Linked DNA regions of Sus scrofa: region 1 is linked to region 2. Evidence: chromatin contacts called from public Hi-C data. All regions are on one chromosome and are shown on one strand. Each heading gives the region's core, a stretch centred on a gene start, on an enhancer-like site or on the middle of the called end of the contact. The rest is flanking DNA. Distances are from core to core; before and after follow the strand shown.

Region 1 (4,539 bases), core at 1,781-4,280, 120 kb before region 2:
TGTCTACTGTCACGAAGCTTGCTGTTAAGGCAAACTGGAACCCCAAACACATTTGCTCATAAAAGCAGGAACCCGTGAGCTTTGTGAAGTCTGGCCCCGACTCCAGCCTTCCTTGTCATCCCCCTTCTCTTCCCACTACCCCATTTATTTATTTATTGGTCATTTTTTTAGGGTCACACCTGTGGCATATGGAGGTTCCCAGGCTAGGGGCTGAATCAGAGATGCAGCCGCTGGCCTATACCACAGCCATAGCAACACCAGATCCCAGCCGCATCTGTGGCCTATACCACAGCTCCTGGCAACGCCAGATCCTTAACCCACTGAGCAAGGCCAGGAATCGAACCTGAGTCCTCATGGGGCATGGCTCCAACATAGCTTCGGATGGTTTTTTTTTTTTTTTTTTTTTTTCTATTTCTTACCTGTGGAGCCACACAATCAGGAACACTCCGACCGCTCACCTACCCCCCCCCGATGTTCCACTGGAACCTTGGACTTCTCCAGAGCCGATGGTGGGATTCTTAGCTGTCTTCCTAACACCCCTCAGCTTCCCGACTCACAAACTCTTATTTCATCCTGGAATCTGGAATCTCAGACCTCTTTTAGAATCATCCAGCAAATCATTATCTAGGTGACATCCAAATTCAATGCCTCCATTCTCTGATGATCTGCTCAGAACTGACTTTTTCTTGTCTGAATTCCCATTCCACGTCACCGCAGTTGGTCACAGGAGATTTATAATAAAAGTCACAACATACTGCCTTTTATGGCTGCTGTAATGGGGGTGTCATAGTCTTATAGCCTTCACACTGTTCGATAACCATATGTTGCTGAATAAATGAATAATAATAGTTACATTTGTTGAAGGCACACTATATGTCAGAGAGTGTGCTATGCATTTTATATGCATTTCCTCATGTAATGATCCCAGCAAGGTTAAAAGAAGGTATTATGGTTCCCATGTTCTGTGGGGAGCTAAGGCTCTGATGGACGAAGTAAATTGCCCCAGGTCAACTCTCCAGAAACCAGAGCAAGGATTCCAGCCCAGCAATTGACTCCAAACCTTCTGTTCCTTCTACTTCCCAAGAGAGAACCTAAATTAAAAATAAGTAAATACAACTAAAACCAACTGCCGGGACAGTGTGCAACTTCAGGTTTAGGTGCAATTTTCAGCAATGTCCCAAGTCAACAGATAACCTCCAGGCAGCTCTTTTCTGACAGGCGGGGAGAAAGGCTCAAAAAAGCAGAGGCTAGAGTCCAAACCTGAGGTCCGCTAAATGCTGCAGAAAACGCTTACTGCCACTAGAGGGCGCCCTCCCCCTTAGGCAAAACGTGCAGCCTGGACCGTGCCCGCAGACCTAGCTCTGGTGAGCCAAGTCTGGGCTCCCTCCACTCCACCTCCCTCTAGCTCAACCAGTTTTACCTAACTCCCTGGTCTGCGCAGAAGTGGCCAGCCTGGGGGAATCCTTAGAGCGGTGCCCCAAGCTGGAGCAGTGGCAAGGAGGAGCCATGCCCCTCTAGTTTTCACAGTCACCTCCCGGGGCTCCTCCTGTCTGGGGATGTTTGAGGTAGTCCCTAGGCTCATTTGGGGGCTCCTTGAATAAGTTCATGGTGTGAGAGGGGGCCAGAGAAGTAAGCCTTCCTCCCATGAGAAGTGGAGACTCTATGGGGGTAATTCAGAAGTACAGTCCCAAATGCCAGCCTGGGCTGCTGGAGGCTCCAAGCCCACCACCAAGGGCTACAGAGCAAGTGGCCCAAGGCAACCTCATTGCGACTGGTTCTGTGGGGGCCAGACGTCCGGAGAGATTTTGCTGTGATGGGAGAGGGGACCCTCCGGAGTAGTGAAGCACCATTTTGTTTGAAAATATACTGCAGAGAAAACCATCTCTCAGGGCCATGGTTGTGCGGCTACAGCCAGGGGAACTCCTTCATCTTCACCCGGCAGGCCTGGCAGTGAAGTGGCTTCTGCAGCAGCCCGTTGGGGTTCCCCAGGGACCGCGTTTTGGGGTTGGTATGAGGACTCCATGCTGCATGTTATCATCATGCGAATCACGCCTTTGACGTGACATTAAGTGAAAAGAGGCAGATTACTAAACCGTATCCGAGCTGTTATTACAACTACGTGAAATGAAGGATATACAGTAAAGGTTTGGGAGGGGATCAGAGAGGTGGTACAAAGGCGTAGTGATTCTCTCTCCTTTTTTAAGATTTGTTGATTTTGTTAAATTATGTGGGCGTTCAAAACGTGAAGAAAAAGGATGACGCGAATGTAAATTGTTAAAAAAAAAATACATTTCCGGAGGCTTCACCATGCCCTTAAAGGAGGTGTCAGAAATAGCCCAGGCAGCTGGATCTAAGGGCTCCGGATGGAGAAGCCCTAGCTCAGCGCCGCCGAATACACCTCAGGTTCGAGGCCCTAGAGGGGACAGAGGCGAACTTCACTGACCCCGAGTGGCCGACCCCGCTGTACTTGAGATTATTTTCCCAGAACTATACCCCCCGGGCCTCTCCATCCTGAAGTCTCGCCGGGCACCCATCTCAAAGGCGTCGGACTGGGTCTTGACTGGAACCAAGCGGCCTTTAGCCGGGCCTGCAAGGACCGGCCGGCCAGGCGGCAGCCGAGGAAAGGCGCCCGGGGCATTGTTTCAGCCCCTCGGGTGGGGTTCTGCAGGGGGAGGGGACGCGGTGGCCCTCCCAGGGGACGCATGCAGCCGCGCGTCCGCGCGCCCGGGCTTTGTGAAGGGTCTGGAGTCACCATGGAAATCCAAAGGAATGCAGAGAAGGGCGCGAGGGGGTCGGCGGGTTCCCTGGCCGCGCCCTCCGCCCCCTCCCGGCCCCCGGCCCTGCAGCAGGGCTTGTTGGGAGTTGTAGTCCCAAGGCGCAGAGGATGCGGGGCGCAGCCGGTTCCCGCCTCCCCCTAACCTGCTCGCGCGAGGTGGGGAGCACAGGGGGAGGAGCCGTCGCGACTGTGATTGGCCGAGGCCGCCTCCAGCCCTCACCCAAGTCCCCTCCCCTGCTCGCGGCTTCGGACTCCAGCGCCCGGCGCGCCAAGGCGGCGATCGAGCCAGCGAGCGCGCGTGCAGCCGCCGCCGCCCCGAGCACCCGCAGCTCCCGCGCCGCGGCGAGACAGGAGGAGAACCCAGCCACCGACGGACCCTCGCAGCCGCGGCTCCCCGGAGGAGTGGGTGATGGCGGGGCGGGTGGTGGGCTTTTTCTCCCCGGGCTGGGACATCGTCTCACACAGTCTCTGTTTCTCTTAGAGGCGCACAATAGGGCGGGGGCCGGAGTGCGTCGAGGGGCCCCGCTGCTGGGGACGCGCGGAGGTATGGTTTGGGATTGCTGGAGGTCATCCCGGGCTAAACGGGGTCCCGAATCGGTTTCTCTTTGTAAGCCCGCAGGGCTCCCAGGGCGCCGTGCGATGATGCCTTGCTCACAGTAGGCGTTTAATAGATAGATGCTTGTGGGGTTGCAAAGAACTGAGGTGAGAAAGCGGCTTGGTTGGAGGGGGTTCACTCCTAGCCACAGTAGGCGCCCACCCTTACTCGTCGAGCTGCAGCGAATGGCTGGAAGCCCGGGAGGGGGCTTCTCTGGTCCTGGGCGCGTCTTGTCCGAGTCCCTAGATGGGCTCGGCCCTCTGCCCCCCCCCCCAAACACACCCTCCTGTCCCTCTCGCCTCCGAGTTGGGGTTTGCCCAGCCTCGACCGGACCCAGCGGCCGGTTCCACCCGCCTGGTTAACCGAGCGGACGCCCGAGGACGATTCGCCTGCCGCCTCCGAGGCACCTGTCTGAACCACAAAGGCCGCCTGCCCCCTGCCCGGCTCAGAATGGGCGCCAAGCTGGGTCCCTTCGCCGGAGCCCAGCGCAGGAGCCCTCCCGGCTGCATCGAGTTGGCGGGCGAGAGATGTCGACACCCCAAGACCTGGGGAGGAGGCAGGCGTCCGAGCTGGCGAGAAGCTGGGATGGGGAGAGGCAGGGACGAGGCCTCTGTTTCACCAAAGATGAGGAAAGAGGGGAGGTGGGGAAACTGGGTGGGGACAGGTGACCAAGTCTGAGAGGAGGGAGGAGAGGAGAGCAGGGTTTGGGGAGGAAAGGGAAGGGTCTGAGGACGGAGGAGAGGCGCTTGGAGCAGGTGGCGCGAGGCGAGGCTGGGGCTGACGAAGAACGCGGAGGGGAGGAGGGCAGCGGGAGGGTGGAGACTGCTTGGGTTCGAGGAGGGTCGGCGCCTGGGAGGAGGAGACCCGCGCCGCGAGGGGAGGGGTCTCCCTGGGGAGGGAGGTCTCCGGGGAAGGGAGGGGCAGGTGGCTGGGGGCGGGCCTCGGGCCTGGAGACCCTCTGCTCCGGCGAGGGGGCCTGGCGGGCCTGCGGCGGGCTGGGCGTGGCTCTGGGACCCGGCGACGGACCCAGGATGGCGGATCCGGGACCGAGCTGCCTGTCCCCGCCAGGAGCTTTGTCTCCCGGCTTGACACCAGCCCATAGGGACTCGTTTAGGGTTTCGTGATCATCTGCAGCGCCGCAGGCACACCCTTGCCTTCGCGGAGCTGA
Region 2 (4,755 bases), core at 423-2,922:
AACAGAATGCCAGCCAGAGTCTCAATTAACAGATGGAGAGAGTTTGGGCATTAATCTGGAGAAGTAAGGGAATGAGAGAGAATCCTTGCAGTAGGATTTAAAGGTGAAATATGTTTAAAGATCATAAGGAAATAGCGATGGAGACCCTGAGGCAGTTAGTTCGAGAACATGAGGAAGAACAAAAAAATTTTTTTAATGTTTTGACTCCTTTCATCCATTTCTTTGGGAGTCAAAGAAAATCTTTGAAGAAAATCTTTGTCTTCACTTGATTCAATTACATAAACACTTATTGGAATTCTACGATGCATCACTTTTGGTCCAGATGCTGAGGAAGCAGATGAAGATGACACACAGGGGGCACACAGTCTGGGGAGGCACTTGTAAGCCAAGGACAATACTGCAAACTGAGAGTAACAAAAAGAGGTATGTACAAGATGGGGACAGAGGTGACCTGAAGATATCCACGGGAGTCAGGGCTGAGGGAGGAAGAGCCAGAAATAATCTGCACAAAGAGAACCAAACTGATGAAATCACAAAGGGGTGAGCATGGTGGAGTCCTGGGCAGAGCACTGGAGACAAGGACAGTAGGTGTGGCCAGGAAGAAGAGGAGTCTAGAATAACTGGGGAGAGCCATAAAAGCAGACTTGGAATAGGGAATTCGGGAACACCAATGAACATACCAAGGAGGGCGCAGAATTTAAACCGGCTAGTGGGCAAGATAAAGAAATAGGAATTGTTTACAAATGTGTTGGGAGAGAGACAATAACGTTGATAAGAAACTCCTTGGGTTCCCGTCGTGGCTCAGTGGAAATGAATCCGACTAGGAACCATGAGGTTGCGGGTTCGATCTCTGGCCTCACTCAGTGGGTTAAGGATCTGGTGTTGTTGTGAGCTGTGGTGTAGGTGGCAGACGCGGCTTGGATCTGGCGTTGCTGTGGCTGTGCGTAGGCCGGCGGCTACAGCTCCAATTGGACCCCTAGCCCGGGAACCTCCATTTGCCGCGGGGCTGTCCTAAAAAGACAAAAAGACAAAAAAAAAAAAAAAAAAAAAGAAAGAAAAGAAAAAAAAAAGAAAGAAACTCAATATATGTATAGACGATTTAGGGGTAAAGATACAGACTTTCTGGTAGGAGACAAGAAGGAATGTTTAACACAGGTAGAGGAAAATTGAATTTGGGAATTAGAATGACATGCTGGGATTGAGAGCCATAAACCACGAGAGGAGAGAAAACCCAGTTTTAGCTCTCTCGTGTCGCTGAAAGAGAAAACATAGTCTCTTCTTTCTCCTTTGCAGTAGCCGTGCGACAGATCAGAATCTGTCATCTGGCTACTATTGAATCAGGTGTAAACGGTTGTTCCTTCTGTGATCTGTTAGGGTGGAGGAATTGTTACCCTGTTGCTACGGAAAAAGGAAGGGGCTGTTCCCAGTTGCCATGGTGACAAGGTAAGAGCGTTCCCCCGGTACCGCCGTAAATTTATGAAGCGGTGTTGTCTCCTCGTTGCTATGGCAACTTAGAGGGACTGTTCCCGTCGCCCCCCACCTCCCGCTGCCGTAGCTAAGACAAGGTGGAGGTAGGGGCTGTCCTTCCCTCGCCGCACAGTTGCCTTGGAGACGGCGGGTGCCCTGGCCCCGCCCCGCTCGGACTGACAGCGGTGGCCGCATCGCGCCTGCGCAGTGCTCTCTTCCCCCGCAGTCTCTGTGCGTTGAAGCCGGAGACCGCGGCGGCCTCTGCTAGGACCCTCCGCCCCAGAGCCACCGGCCGGAGCCGCAGCCTCAGCCGCAGCGCCCCCGCCGCCTGTCCCCCTCCCCTGCCGCCTCCGCCGGAGCCACCTCGCGCACTGTGAGTCCGGGCCGAGGCGACCGACGCCGTGGGGCTGAGTCAGCGGGAGGCCCGGGCCCGGCCTGGGGGAGGGGAACCGGGCTGCCCCCCTCGCCACCCTACCCGCGCCTCCGCCCCCCACCCGCGCCTCACCGCCGCCGGCCTCCCTCCCTCCCTCCATCCCTCTCACCCGGGCTCCCGGGGGCCTCAGCCCTCAGGCCTCCCCGAGCCACTCCCCCTCCCCTCTCTCCCACCAGACCCACCTTGGGGGTCCTTCCCCACAAGATGCGGCGCTTCCGTACCTCCGCCCTGGACAGATTTCCCCCCAAAACTGCCTCCGTTCGCCCTTGTTCCTTCTCCTTGCCCCTCTTGGGCCTGACATCTCTGGCCTCTCCTGTTTTCCCCGGTGATATGCCAGGAAAAGAGTGACAAGGGAGAGCGCGAGGGGAGACTTGGGGGAGGGGGGCGTTCGGCCTGCCCAAACCTTGGGGCCTCAGGTTTCCGACCCACACGCTCCTGCCCCGGCTGGTGTGGGGAAGCAGGTCTGGACAGTTCTAACTGGCTGCTGAGAGCTCGTGGGGCTTTCCGAAGCGATTTGCTGGGAAGCATTCGGCCCCATCATGATCAGCTACTGTTTAGTGCACACCCGCTAGTGCACGGTGGCCTCGTGGGCTGAGCGCCTGCTTTGGCGGGCGCTGTGGAGAGGGACTAGAGGCAGCGGGGGTGGGAGGAGGTTACGTTGGGGAGCTGAAGTTTCTGCGCTCCCGGTGTGGTGCTGTGAATAAGCATCTTGCAGTACTCTTTAAAATGCCCTCCCCCACCCCCCACCCCCCCTACCCGGCCCCCGCAGTACAACCCTGGTGTAATGTGAGGTTTGGAAGCAGGCCTGGTATCCACAGCAAGTGCTTGCTTACTAGTTGTACGTTTAGGGGCCGTGGCAGGACTTGATCTCTGATACCTGTGAATTGCCAGTGGTAGCCAAGGATAAGAGTGTGCTTTAAGGTAACAAGTGCAGAGCGGCGAGGAAGGACAAGAACTGAGGTTTCACTCTGGTGTCCATCTGAGGCTTGTACCCCCCCTGCCTCCTGTGAGTCTCTGGGGGCGGGGGGGCTGTCACCTGATAGGGGTTCTAGCATGTTTGAACAATTCCTTGGGTTATGTTTGCTCCCTATCCACCTGCCCAGGGTGCATTCCCTGATGTTGGTTTTCTTTTTCTGGAAGAAGTGGAGCTGAAGTCAGAGTTGGTGCCCGCAGCCAGAAGCTTTCTTAATAAACGTGCCTCAACTCGAGGGCTCCTAACTACCGAATGTACCTCATTGCCAACTTCCTCTGGTTTGTTTGTTTCTTTTTTTTTTTTTTTTTTTTTGGCTTCCAGATTTCAGTGTACTGTCAGAAAATATGGGTACACATCAGCCATTTAAATTGTAGAAGAGGCCTTGGGGTTTTTTGGTTTGTTTGTTTGTTTTTTACTTCCGGCTGCAAAAGGAGTAGATGGTTTGGTTCTAAAAATCATGGTGAATACCCTGCAAATTCAGAGTTCCTGGCTTGCCGACAGCGAGAAATAATGATTTTTGCTCCTTGACTTTGCTCAATCATGGCCTACTGGCAGCCTCCTCAGAGCCACTCCCCACCCCCATGCCCATCAGATTAGTTTACAGCAGCAAAGACGGCTGTCGCCCTAGTTTTAAACATAGAGATGGAGTTCAGGAAAACTACAGCCCCCATGCAGCAGTGCAGTTTCTTCTGTTTCGAATGCCAGTCTGGGGTTTGGCGGGATGCACCTGCCTGTGGGGCGATGGGAACTGTGGGGCCTGAGAGTAACATTCCTTCTGTGTGGTCCTCTGTCGCATAGCTCACCGAAATACCGGAGCAGGGCAGGAGCAGACAGCTGGGCTGGAGAGCTGCTCCTCCTGGGTTGAGTGTATTTTGGGAATGAGCAATATTACTGGGGTGGAGGGTTGTGAATTAAGAAGCAAGAAAATGTGTCAAGGCTAGATAGATCAGGAGGGTGTGATTAAAATGTTCCCTTTCCACTTTGCTGTGGGATAGGACATTTTCAGGGCATCGCAGTGGTTTTTATCTGGGTTAATTTTTTGCCTTTGAAATTCATACCAGTGTTTGATGAGATAATGATGGAAGGCCTTTTAAACTGCCGCTCTTGGGAAACGGGAGTAATACCTGGGTCTTGTACGTTGCCTCTCCAGTTGTTACTGAGTGTGATTATTAAGATCAGGGAGAGAGACATGATTCGAACCAAATTAGACCCACGTCTATGTGATCTATGCTGCTGTAGTTTCATAGCACTGTGTTCCTTGATTCTAAGACACACCAACTCCTTACCAGTAGCTTTTAGGTAAAAATCATTTAACGCTGCCAGGGCAAAATCTACGTGTTGAGTCAAAGGTGCCTCCTGATTTCAGGAACATTAAGATAGCCGGGAAGAGGCAAGGCTTGAAGGAGGGATTTGCGTGTCTTAGAACTGAGAATGATATAATGTTCCTGAGTATGTGGTGATGCTGAGCATGCACTTCGAAAACAGATTTCCTTAAGCCCTTTCCCTAAGCCTGCCTTCGTTCTGGGTTATACGGGTAAGATGACTGCCTGGAGGTAGGCATGGCACTTGGCTACTGAACAGAGGAAAGTCCCTATGTGGCTGGCTATCCAACCCGAGGCCTTCATCTGGTCCCCTCCAGAAGCTGAGCCAACTAGCTGGCAGCAAACATCTATGAGCCCTACCTGCATTTAGCCAAGTAACATCTTTCAGAAACTGAACAGAAACATATAATTTTTCTGAACCACAATGCATCTGATTTGTTTACAGACACTTGTGCAAAGATCCTAAGGCCCACGCCCTCCCTCCGTAGGACATTAGAAGTGAAGGCTTCCGAGGGCTCAGTGTTCTCACTTCCAGATTTTGACATGAGCAACCAAGAGCT

The links. A called contact is a pair of places that touch in the nucleus more often than the background predicts.
Region 1: a contact with region 2 is called in a Hi-C map of epiblast stem cells, with 1.6 times the contacts expected there. The contact joins the promoter of DPYSL5 here to the promoter of MAPRE3 in region 2. A contact is called at or near these places in 2 of 47 Hi-C or Micro-C datasets (embryonic fibroblasts and epiblast stem cells).

Annotation. Positions count from the first base shown.
Region 1 is chr3:112,251,454-112,255,992 of Sscrofa11.1, reverse strand. DPYSL5 (dihydropyrimidinase-related protein 5) reads left to right here and starts at 3,030. Exons shown (of 13, transcript XM_003125320.3): 1 at 3,030-3,178.
Region 2 is chr3:112,132,996-112,137,750 of Sscrofa11.1, reverse strand. It overlaps MAPRE3 (microtubule-associated protein RP/EB family member 3), which reads left to right and starts at 1,672. Exons shown (of 7, transcript XM_021087724.1): 1 at 1,672-1,840.